2 separate regions of the Zea mays genome follow, and region 1 is linked to region 2. The links are chromatin contacts, called in public Hi-C maps. All regions are on one chromosome and are shown on one strand. The core of a region is the stretch at or near the end of the contact, and the rest is flanking DNA. Distances in the headings are between cores, read along the strand shown. Region 1 holds the start of LOC103650745 (BTB/POZ domain and ankyrin repeat-containing protein NPR5). Region 2 has its middle 90 kb from the start of LOC103650745.

Region 1 (4,729 bases), core at 1,613-4,112, 90 kb before region 2:
CCACGTCGATGGGGAGGTGCTTGTCCAGCACCTCAGGGGGGAGCCCGGACTTGGCCACGAGGTGGGAGCACGTGGTCCACAGCTGGTGCAGGTCCTGCTTCCGCGACGCCATCAGCACCTTCATCACGTCCTCGATCGACGCCTTCTCCACCATGCCGGCCAGCTGCTTCTGCGAGCGCGACAACAACCCAAGGAATGAATGAATTCTTCAACAGTCACTCTCCATGTGCAAGCTTGCTCGCTTTCACTGTGACTCACTCAGTGTAGCAGCCGCATTGCAAAAGCACACAGGCATGGAGCACACAGGTACATATAAAGGGGAGAGAGCGAGACGAGACGAGACGAATCCCTCCCTCAGATAAGCATCAGCACATACAGTGAGTGTGAGTGCAGTCTGCAGTGGCCCTGTGCATAAAATATAGAGAAAGGGTGCAAAAGTATGGGAGTATCATGGTGCTGATTGGGGGAGCAAAGTTTTATGGGGGGAAATCAAAGGAGGAGCGAGGGAATTAAACAACTAAGGGCTAGTTTGGGAGCTATAAATCCGGAGAGGATTGGAGGGGCTAAATTACCATCCTTATTCAAAATTGAATAAGAAGGGGAATTTAGCCCCTCCAATCCTCTCCGGGTTTATAGCTCCCAAACTAGCCCTAAGACTAGGTATGTATAGGATCGGAGAGACCCAGAGGCCAGGAAGCATGACGAAACCCTAGACGAAATTGCAAATCAGGGGAGGGAAAACCAAAAGAGGGGTCTTTTTTTTCTCTCCCTTTCTCCAAGTTCCAGTTCACAGCAGGATGCATGCTGCTAGCAAATTGCACAAACTTGCAGTTGCAGTTTGCACTGCACGGCGTACGGAGAGCCAAAGCAAGCCATCCTCGTGCTGCAACTGTGCGTGGTGTGCGTGGGCGGCAGCAATGGCGTCGCGGATGTGGTAGAGAAAGAGAGAGGATAAATGGCAGAGCGATGCCTCCACTCCTCTCCAACAGTGCTGGAAAGATAAAGAGAGATCTCTGTGCAACGAACCCTAAGAGTGAAAGGAGAAAGCGCGGCAGCCGCAGCAGCAGGCCGACGGACGGACGGACGGACAGAAAGACGGATGTCCAGGAAAGAAAGCTAGGAGCGCACAGGTACGCACGCGTGCGCAGGGGGACGACGGCGACGATGACCGAACACTGTCTGAGTGCCTCCTGCTGCCTGGTGCCTGCTGCTGCTCCGACTCATCATCCTTCACTTCATTTAAAAAGGGGGTACCGAGATCAAATCAATGCTGCAGAATGCTCGGCAATCCCAACATAACCGACTCCAACTCCCGTCTTGATCCCCACAATCCTCAATTCCTTCGAGCAGCAGACGCGAAAAAAAATAAATAAATTGGAAGCAAGAAACCGATGCTGTTGTTTTCCCTCCTCTCGTTGTCTCTGTTATTTATTTAGAGTATTATTTATGTTTTGCCCGGAGTAGAGGAGGAAGAAGAACAGGAGCATCAGCAACGGACCCGAAGAAATAAGCGTGTGAAGAATTGCAGTCGTGAGGGAAGAGGGAGATGCTGGAATTGGTTGGTTAGTTTGGTATGGTTACCTGGGTGAGCAGCGCGAGCTCCTCGACCCCGAAGGAGCGTGCGGCGGCGAGCGTGTCGAGCGCGAGGTCGACGGCGGCGGCGCAGTGCGTGTGCCAGCACGCGCGCTCGCCGCAGCCCGGCCGGGGATCCCCCTTCTGCGGCACCAGGGACACCTGGCCGCTGTAGAGGAACTGCAGCAGCAGCAGGAACACCTCGTAGCTGACGGAGTTGACGGGTATGACGGCGCCCGGCGCCGCTGCCGCGGAGGCTCCCGCGCCGCCGGCGCCGCCGCGCGGGGAGGAGGAGGAGGCGCCGCCGGACGGGGAGCGCGGGCTGAGGTGGTCCAGCAGCAGCGCGCCGGGCGCGGCGGCCTGGTCGGCGGCGGCGGCGCCGCAGAAGAACTTGCGGAAGAAGAGGCTGCGCGCGGCCAGGATGCAGCGGTGCGCGTGCACCAGGCGGCCCTCCACGCTGAACGTGACGTCGCTGAAGGCCTGCCCGTTGATGAGCAGGTTGAGGTAGTCCATGGACAGCGACTTGAGGGTGTCCTCCATGGCCGCCGCCGGTCGAGAGGCAAGCTGCTGTGCCGGCCTGCTCGACTCTACTCGTGTCGGTCGACCTTCCTCCCGCCTCCGAGCGGTCTACCTTCCGCTTCTGTACTCTAGCTGCTAGCTAGCTAGGGTGGCGGCGGAGCTGGCGAATTGGGTGGATGGATCAGAGAAAGAGAGAGAGAGAGGGGGGAGTGGAGAGGCGCGCGAGGGGGACCAGCACGGACGGAGAGCAGCTCGATCGATCGCTTTGGTGCTTGCTGCTTGGGCGACTGAGCCTGCTGGCGGCTGGCTGGGAGAGTCAGGGGGGGGACTGGAAGCGGTTGCAGCTGCTGCTTGCTTTCTTGGCTCAGCTTCTGCACGCAGCTGCTCAAACTGAAGCCGCCACCGCCTGTGCTGCATCATCCCCGTCTCTTTTCACCACCACCATCATCTCTTCTTGTTCTTCTTCTTCTCTTCTGTCTGTCACCGGCCACACTTCCTCTCCTCTCCTCCTCCGATCCCTTCGCTTCTTCCACTACTGCTACTTGTTTGTGTGTGCAGCACAGCAGCGTTGTGTGCCTCTCTCCCCTCCTTTTCTCTCTCTCTCTCTCTCGTGTAGCTCTTGAGAAAAAGAGAGACGGGTAGAGGAGGGACTAGAGGTGGACTTGGGGATGGCTACTGTTACTGTATGTGGGTGGCTGGCCAGGCCGATGGAGATTTTTTTTTTTGGAAGGGAAGGCTGTCTCGCAGTGAGGGGTTTGAGGCGTGCGTATCAGCGTATGTTTATATGGGTGGGTGGCTGTCCTGCTCCTGCCCGCCTGGGGGGCATAAATAATTGGTGCTTTCTCTGCTATCCTATGCACTGTGCACTATGCTGCCTGCGTTTAAGATATGCACACAAGTTTAAAAAAAACAAAAACAAAAAAACAAAATTTAGAGCATCATTTGCTAGTTTCAAATTGCAGATCCTTTTTCGAAACATTGCAGATCATTTTCAAAGCCAGAGACGATCGACTTATTGCAGTGTGGGACGGGGAGCACGCACATGCATGCGTACAGTTCGTCAGGGCCCTTGGAAACAGTTAACTCTCAGTGGATGTAGACATAGCGTGTGACGGAAATTAAGAGAGTTCCAAGCTTTGACAGTTTGGCCTGTAAATTAAATGCCACAGATCAACTGATGTCTGGACTGATGAATTATCTGCTCCCGGCCGGCCCCCCTGCATGGTTGTATGTATGTCTATTAAATGTTCTGCTGCAGGGAGCCATGTCGTGTTGTGATACTGCTGATTTATTTATTTTCCATTTAATAAATTAATTAATTTCTATAATGTAAATGTTCTGCGTGCATTTTGTTTTTGTATAATGTAAATGCAGCTCGATATATATTTTTATACTAGAGACATACAGTCATGCACTCATGCTTAGCTTGATTAGATTAATCAACGACTAGCTATAGGCTAGTATACACATACACATACACATTAATATTATATATATATATATATATATATATATATATATATATATATATATATATATATATATATATATATGTGGTTCGAGCGACGACACACATGCACATATATATGTTGCGTGTCGCTATTAATAAATATTACAGCAGAAACTGTGGGGAAGCCGGCGTTAACACGTTATATATTGCTAATAATAACTGGTGGGTGACACATCACAATTCCTAACTATCCGTATTTTCTTTCTTCTGATCTTTATATGTACTTTCGTTTTTGAATATTTGTTGTTGTCTAATTTATTTTTAACTAAAACGTGATAAATAAAATAGAGGGAATATTTTTTATTTAATATATACACACATAGGCTTTTGTAGCAAGTCAAAATACAAGGTGGAGAAATATGGGCAAAAGGTGATAACAGTCTGAGCCCGTTTGGATCCATCTAACTAAATTTTAGTCCTACCCATTAGATGTTCTAATACTAATTAAGAAGTATTAAATATAGTTTAATTACAAAACTAATTACACAGATAATGACTAAACGATAAGATAAGTTTATTAAATCTAATTAGTCTATGATTTGGTCGTCATGCATGTGATGCTACAGTAAACATTTGTTAATCATGGATTTAGCTAGTATATTTGTCTCGTTGTTTAGTCTCTATATAATTAGTTTTTATAATTAGACTATATATATTTATAATTTTAAATTGGTATTCAAATATTTGATTTTACAGGGATTAAACTTTAGTCAGAAAAACTAAACACACCAAAATGATTTGGTGATAATTGCGCCCCACCTAGCAGCTTCCCAGAAACAAATGCCCGCCTTCAAGCTCTCCAGCAACGTATCGGCCCAGGCATGCCGTGCCCTTTACCAGCAGCGTGCAAGATGACAAGGAAGACAGCATCTGTTACATTCAGGACTTGAGATTTTAGATATAGGCGCGTATATATAATAATATGTGTGATGCTGGGATATAGTTGTATATATACATATACAGACATATATATAGAGTAGGGCAGCTATGCATGTATGTATATATATCGCCGATCATTCTTCTTTCTGTTGACTAATTGGACAAAGATTCCTCATCATGCATGTGTGCTTGTTTGTTAATCGCCCAAATTATCCCAACCCATTATTTGGTGATGATTAGGGAGCACAT
Region 2 (4,523 bases), core at 1,205-3,704:
CATTATTGCCATCATGCTTGAAGTGCCTCCATGTAACTATACAAAGCTACTACATCTAATAGCTAGGAAATGAATTACATGGAGAATCTTTGAAGCATCACATGTCGACACGTAGGTCGCTATACAATAATGAAACAACCACAATCTGGTTGTGATACTTTGCAACACGCAGGCATGCACAATTATTCCCGCATTAACTGTGATTCATCTAATTGATTGATTGCAAGTCAATCACGTTAGTGCTGTGATTGCACGACTAATTATTTGCCTTAGCTGCATCGTGTGTATGTAATGGAGGCGAGACGTCGCCCTTAGCACAGACTTAAACTCCTCGTTCCAAAGTGTCGTGTTGCCTTCGTCTTTTCCCTCCCACCGCCGATGCCAACGTGCCATCGGGGTTGGGAGAGCAGGATCTCCGTAGCCTACGTCCCCTCATGTCCCTACACGGGGTAGGGGTCGTATCAGGTTTTTGGCAAGCGCTTCATGACTGTTCGCTGGTCGTATGCTTCCTCTACGACGCCGTTGAGGTTTTTTGTCGATTTGTTTCGTCTACTCTTACATTATTCTAGCGTCGTTAACCCCACTATAAAAATGTCTATACTTTTTCCGTCTCTTATTTTTATTTCTTTAGTCACTAGCACTAGATTATGAAATGCTAGTGAGTTATATATATATATATATATATATATATATATATATATATATATATATATATATATATATATATATACACTAGAAACATATGGCTGCTCCTTTTATAATTGTTAGAATCGGTGTTTCATCACTAAGTTGCTTTTATTTCTAACAATTGAGACAAGCGCAACGTACAGCGCCGCCATTAATAGGCTTTGGCTCCGGCCGAGACATTAGGCGCTGTGCGCAATTAGTTGGCCCTAAATGTGGTGAGTAGGCGTGCAGTCATATGGTACGCCACAGTTCATCGCGTGTTGGGTCTTGAATTCACTCTTGGGTGCAGGGTGGTAGTACGGTGGTAGCCGTACCTACTACGTACGACCTGTAGGTAGCTGCTGCTGCTGCTAGGAGCTAGCTACTGCTAGCTCTAGCTCGATCGTGCGTGCTGACAAGTGAAGGGTGAGGGTCGGGTCGGAGGCCGAAGCCCCGAAGAGAGACCTGCCCGGCCCCGGCCGGCACGGCCTAGCTTGTGTGCGCGCCCGTTCGCGCACAGCACTGCACACTGCACTGCACTGCTCGCCATAGCTTCCTCTGTCCGTGCGCGCCATGGGAATGTCGTCGGGCGCCCACTCTAGCTATAGATCATCGGATGATCGTCTCCCCAGCACGGTCGCTATACTGGAGATGGATGGATGCAGCTAGTGGCAGTCTGGACCAGCTAGCTAGTCATGGACTGGATCTGGAGCGAGCTATTCTGTGGAGACGACGACAGCGAGTGGCAGCAGCTCAAGGACCATCCAGTGCAATCCAATTCCAATCCAAGCTAAGCAATGGACAGTCACAGTCCGCCTGGCTCACCATCATCGATCGACCTGGTGCTCCGACATGCATTGTTCATTTTTGTCAAGCTAGCACACAGGGGACACGCGCATCTCGGATCCCCTCAGCTCTCACGGTCCATGCACAGCAGGCCTAATGGATGGGATGCGATGGGTGGAGGATGGATGGCGCCAGAAAAGGTTTATGGACATCATAATCTCGCACCGACTGCGAGCGGATCTGCATGCGGAGGCGCGCGCCGAGCCAGCCACAGCATCTGATGCGCAACGTCTTGTCCATGTCCTCACCGTCTGTCTGTCTGTCGCCTGTCTAGCTGCCTGCCAGTCCTCCAGTCGGCCCACGTACTGCCCACTGGCCACCACCCAAGATCCAGCCAGCCAGCCATCCCTCAACCACGTACATGGGGACTTGCACTCCTAGCTAGCTTGGCCGGCCGGGGGCATCGCATGAGGACAAATGTGTAATCACACAGGCCACAGGAGCCATTGGTCAAACCAACTGTTTCCCCCCCGCAGCTTTTCGTCACCAGCCCGGCCCAAGCCGCTTGCTACAGCCAGCAGCAGCGGACCTGAGGTCGCAACGCAATGCAATGCAAAGTGCGCGCCGGCGTGATAGCTACGCGCGCGACGCGACGAGAACACGGCCACATGCGTGCATTGCCACGGAGTCTCACGTCGCGGCATGTGAGGAGCTCCCCCGGTTCACTCGCCCGTGTCCGCCGCGCCGACCCCGGCCGGCCGGCCGTCTCATCGCTCTCTCTCCGGCTAAACAAAGCTCCGATCGATCGATCCATGCGTACGTACGTCGGTCTTTGTCCTCTCCCCGCCCGGCCGGCGCGGCCCGTCGTCACGTACGGCGATGGAAAACGAAAATGGCCCAGCGATTCTGCGAGTCACTGCGACGAATACGTACTCCTTCCTGCTACTGTTTCAGTCTCGCCGCGTACAGTGGTGGCGCCGGCATGCATGCATGGTCCACGCTTCAATTCTGGCGTATTTATGTACGTGGTACTCGGTACGCAGGCATGCGTGCGCGCGCATATATATGGTCGATCTGTACCGTATTTAACATCGCTGCTGTGGTACTACCTCGGTATATATAGTACGTACTCCCACGTCTTCATTCTAAAACAATACAACTCTAAAATCTATTTAACAGAGTCCTTTAAAAACATTTAACTAAGTTTATACAAAGATATTCCATGGTTGATACAATAATCAAATAGTATAGCCACTTCATCTTATCATGTAGTCACACCATCACGTTTAATGTTGCCAATGCAAATTACCTATAGCTAACGCGTGGTGTTTTTGTGCATGTCGTCATGGACAGACAAAGGAGCACGTGGAGTACCGGGAAAAAGATATTAGGCTGTCTCCATCGTCTATCCTTATCTCATCCCCGATCTATGGCATCCTCTATTTCAAATTTCACTTTGTAAATAGCGTAATCTTGAGTGTAAATTAAACCCTACATTTTACACTATATGGTGTAGACAGCCTTAGAGAGCGGGAGCGTGGGCGAGCAGTGCGTTTAATCTGAGCACGACCGAAAACCAGCACACTAGCAATCTAAAGATGTTTGGACTGTAGTGTGGATAATACTCTACATCCTCTTACTACTCATGGATTTATATGAACATAAAGGTAAATAATATTACAAGCTTATAACTTAACTTAGCACCATGACCTCCTAACTGCCTCTTTCCACTTGGTTCGGATGATAGTTCTAACATATTGGTTATAATCCATCTTTATGTCTATCCTTAGAAATGAGCAAGAATCTCTACGGGCGCGATTGGTAGCTAGACTCTAGGACGCCGGGCTCGCTGCAGCCTGGATGGCCAGAGAATCTCCTTTCCCACGTCTCCACACATGCATGCTTGCATACCAAAAAAACGTCTGGGCTGCATCCGTTCGTGCAGACTAGGGTCCACAGGTGCAGCCTACCAATCACCAGACATGCACAGTCAACGACATGCACAGGGCCTGCGCGCACTCAGTTGGGTATCCAATCACGCGGTATGTGGATGTGCCATAATTGACTCCCCATCTAAACATTACCTTGCTCCCCATTTATAGATCAGGGAAGGAGAGCGGTTTACATCATTTGAATGATCCAAGGGTCTGACCGGCTAAGACACAACAACGTCGATCTTATCATGTTCGTGAAGCCGTACACATAGTTGTGACACAACAACCTACAAGCCCGTCAGACTGCGGTACATTTATGACCCGCGTGTCCCTTGACCAGCGGCACACTCATAACCTATCGGTACTAGGCCTGAGTGCGCATGCCGTTGGCAGGGCGTAACACGACGAGCGTGTCGAGATCCAGGCTACGAAGGCCAGGGGTTGCCATATTCCAAATGACGGGGCTCGGGCCCACGCTACTGCGTCGTTCGTAATAAAAATATGGGTCAGTCAGGCGAACGCAAGTGCGCTTAGCTTTACTCCATGGTAAGTTCTCCAATTTTACCATCACCCGGTAACTCCTCTAGGAATCCACCACGGGACGACCCCCCCTCATTAGCCTATAATGGGAGGAGACCGACCCTTGGACACGGGAGCAGACAGAAGACCCCTTTTGGAGAGGGCACTCATAGGTTCCTTCGCTCGGGCGGTGTCGGGGACCATAATTAGGGGTACCCCCAAGACTCCTAAACTCGGCTGGTAATCACCATCAGCACAAGCTGCAAAAGCCTGATGGGCGCAATTCAGGCCAAGGCTCCGACCACTCAAGGGACACGATCTCGCCTCGCCCGAGCCCAGCCTCGGGCCGGAACAGTAGACCCAGGCGGATTTACGCCTCGCCCGAGGGCCTCCTCAAGCAACGGGCGCACCTTCGACTCGCCCGAGGCCCAGCTCGGGCAGGCTTCGCAGTGAAGCAACCTTGGCCAGATCGCCTCGCCAATCGACCGTATCGCAGGAGCATTCAATGCAAGGATCGCCTGACACCTTATCCTGACGCGCGTTCCTCAGTCGACAGTAGTCACTTCGGCCCTCCACTGACTGGCCTGACAGGAAAACAGTGTCGCCTGCGCTGCTCCG

The links. A called contact is a pair of places that touch in the nucleus more often than the background predicts.
Region 1: a contact with region 2 is called in a Hi-C map of ear, with 2.7 times the contacts expected there. The contact joins the promoter of LOC103650745 here to the enhancer-like site in region 2. A contact is called at or near these places in 6 of 25 Hi-C or Micro-C datasets (ear, leaf, root tip and 2 more) and 1 of 3 datasets of contacts at active chromatin or transcription factors (leaf).

What each region holds. Positions count from the first base shown.
Region 1 is chr3:152,084,300-152,089,028 of Zm-B73-REFERENCE-NAM-5.0, reverse strand. LOC103650745 (BTB/POZ domain and ankyrin repeat-containing protein NPR5) reads right to left here and starts at 2,862. Exons shown (of 2, transcript XM_008676308.2): 1 at 1,582-2,862; 2 at 1-169. The coding sequence starts at 2,112.
Region 2 is chr3:151,994,257-151,998,779 of Zm-B73-REFERENCE-NAM-5.0, reverse strand. No RefSeq gene overlaps it. Among protein-coding and RNA genes, the nearest start is that of LOC103650745, 90 kb to the left of the region's middle. Within about 2 kb of position 2,454, at least 13 of the 20 cell types and tissues checked have an H3K27ac peak or open chromatin away from gene starts, as enhancers often do. A contact at or near this core is called in ear and tassel, where this site is marked.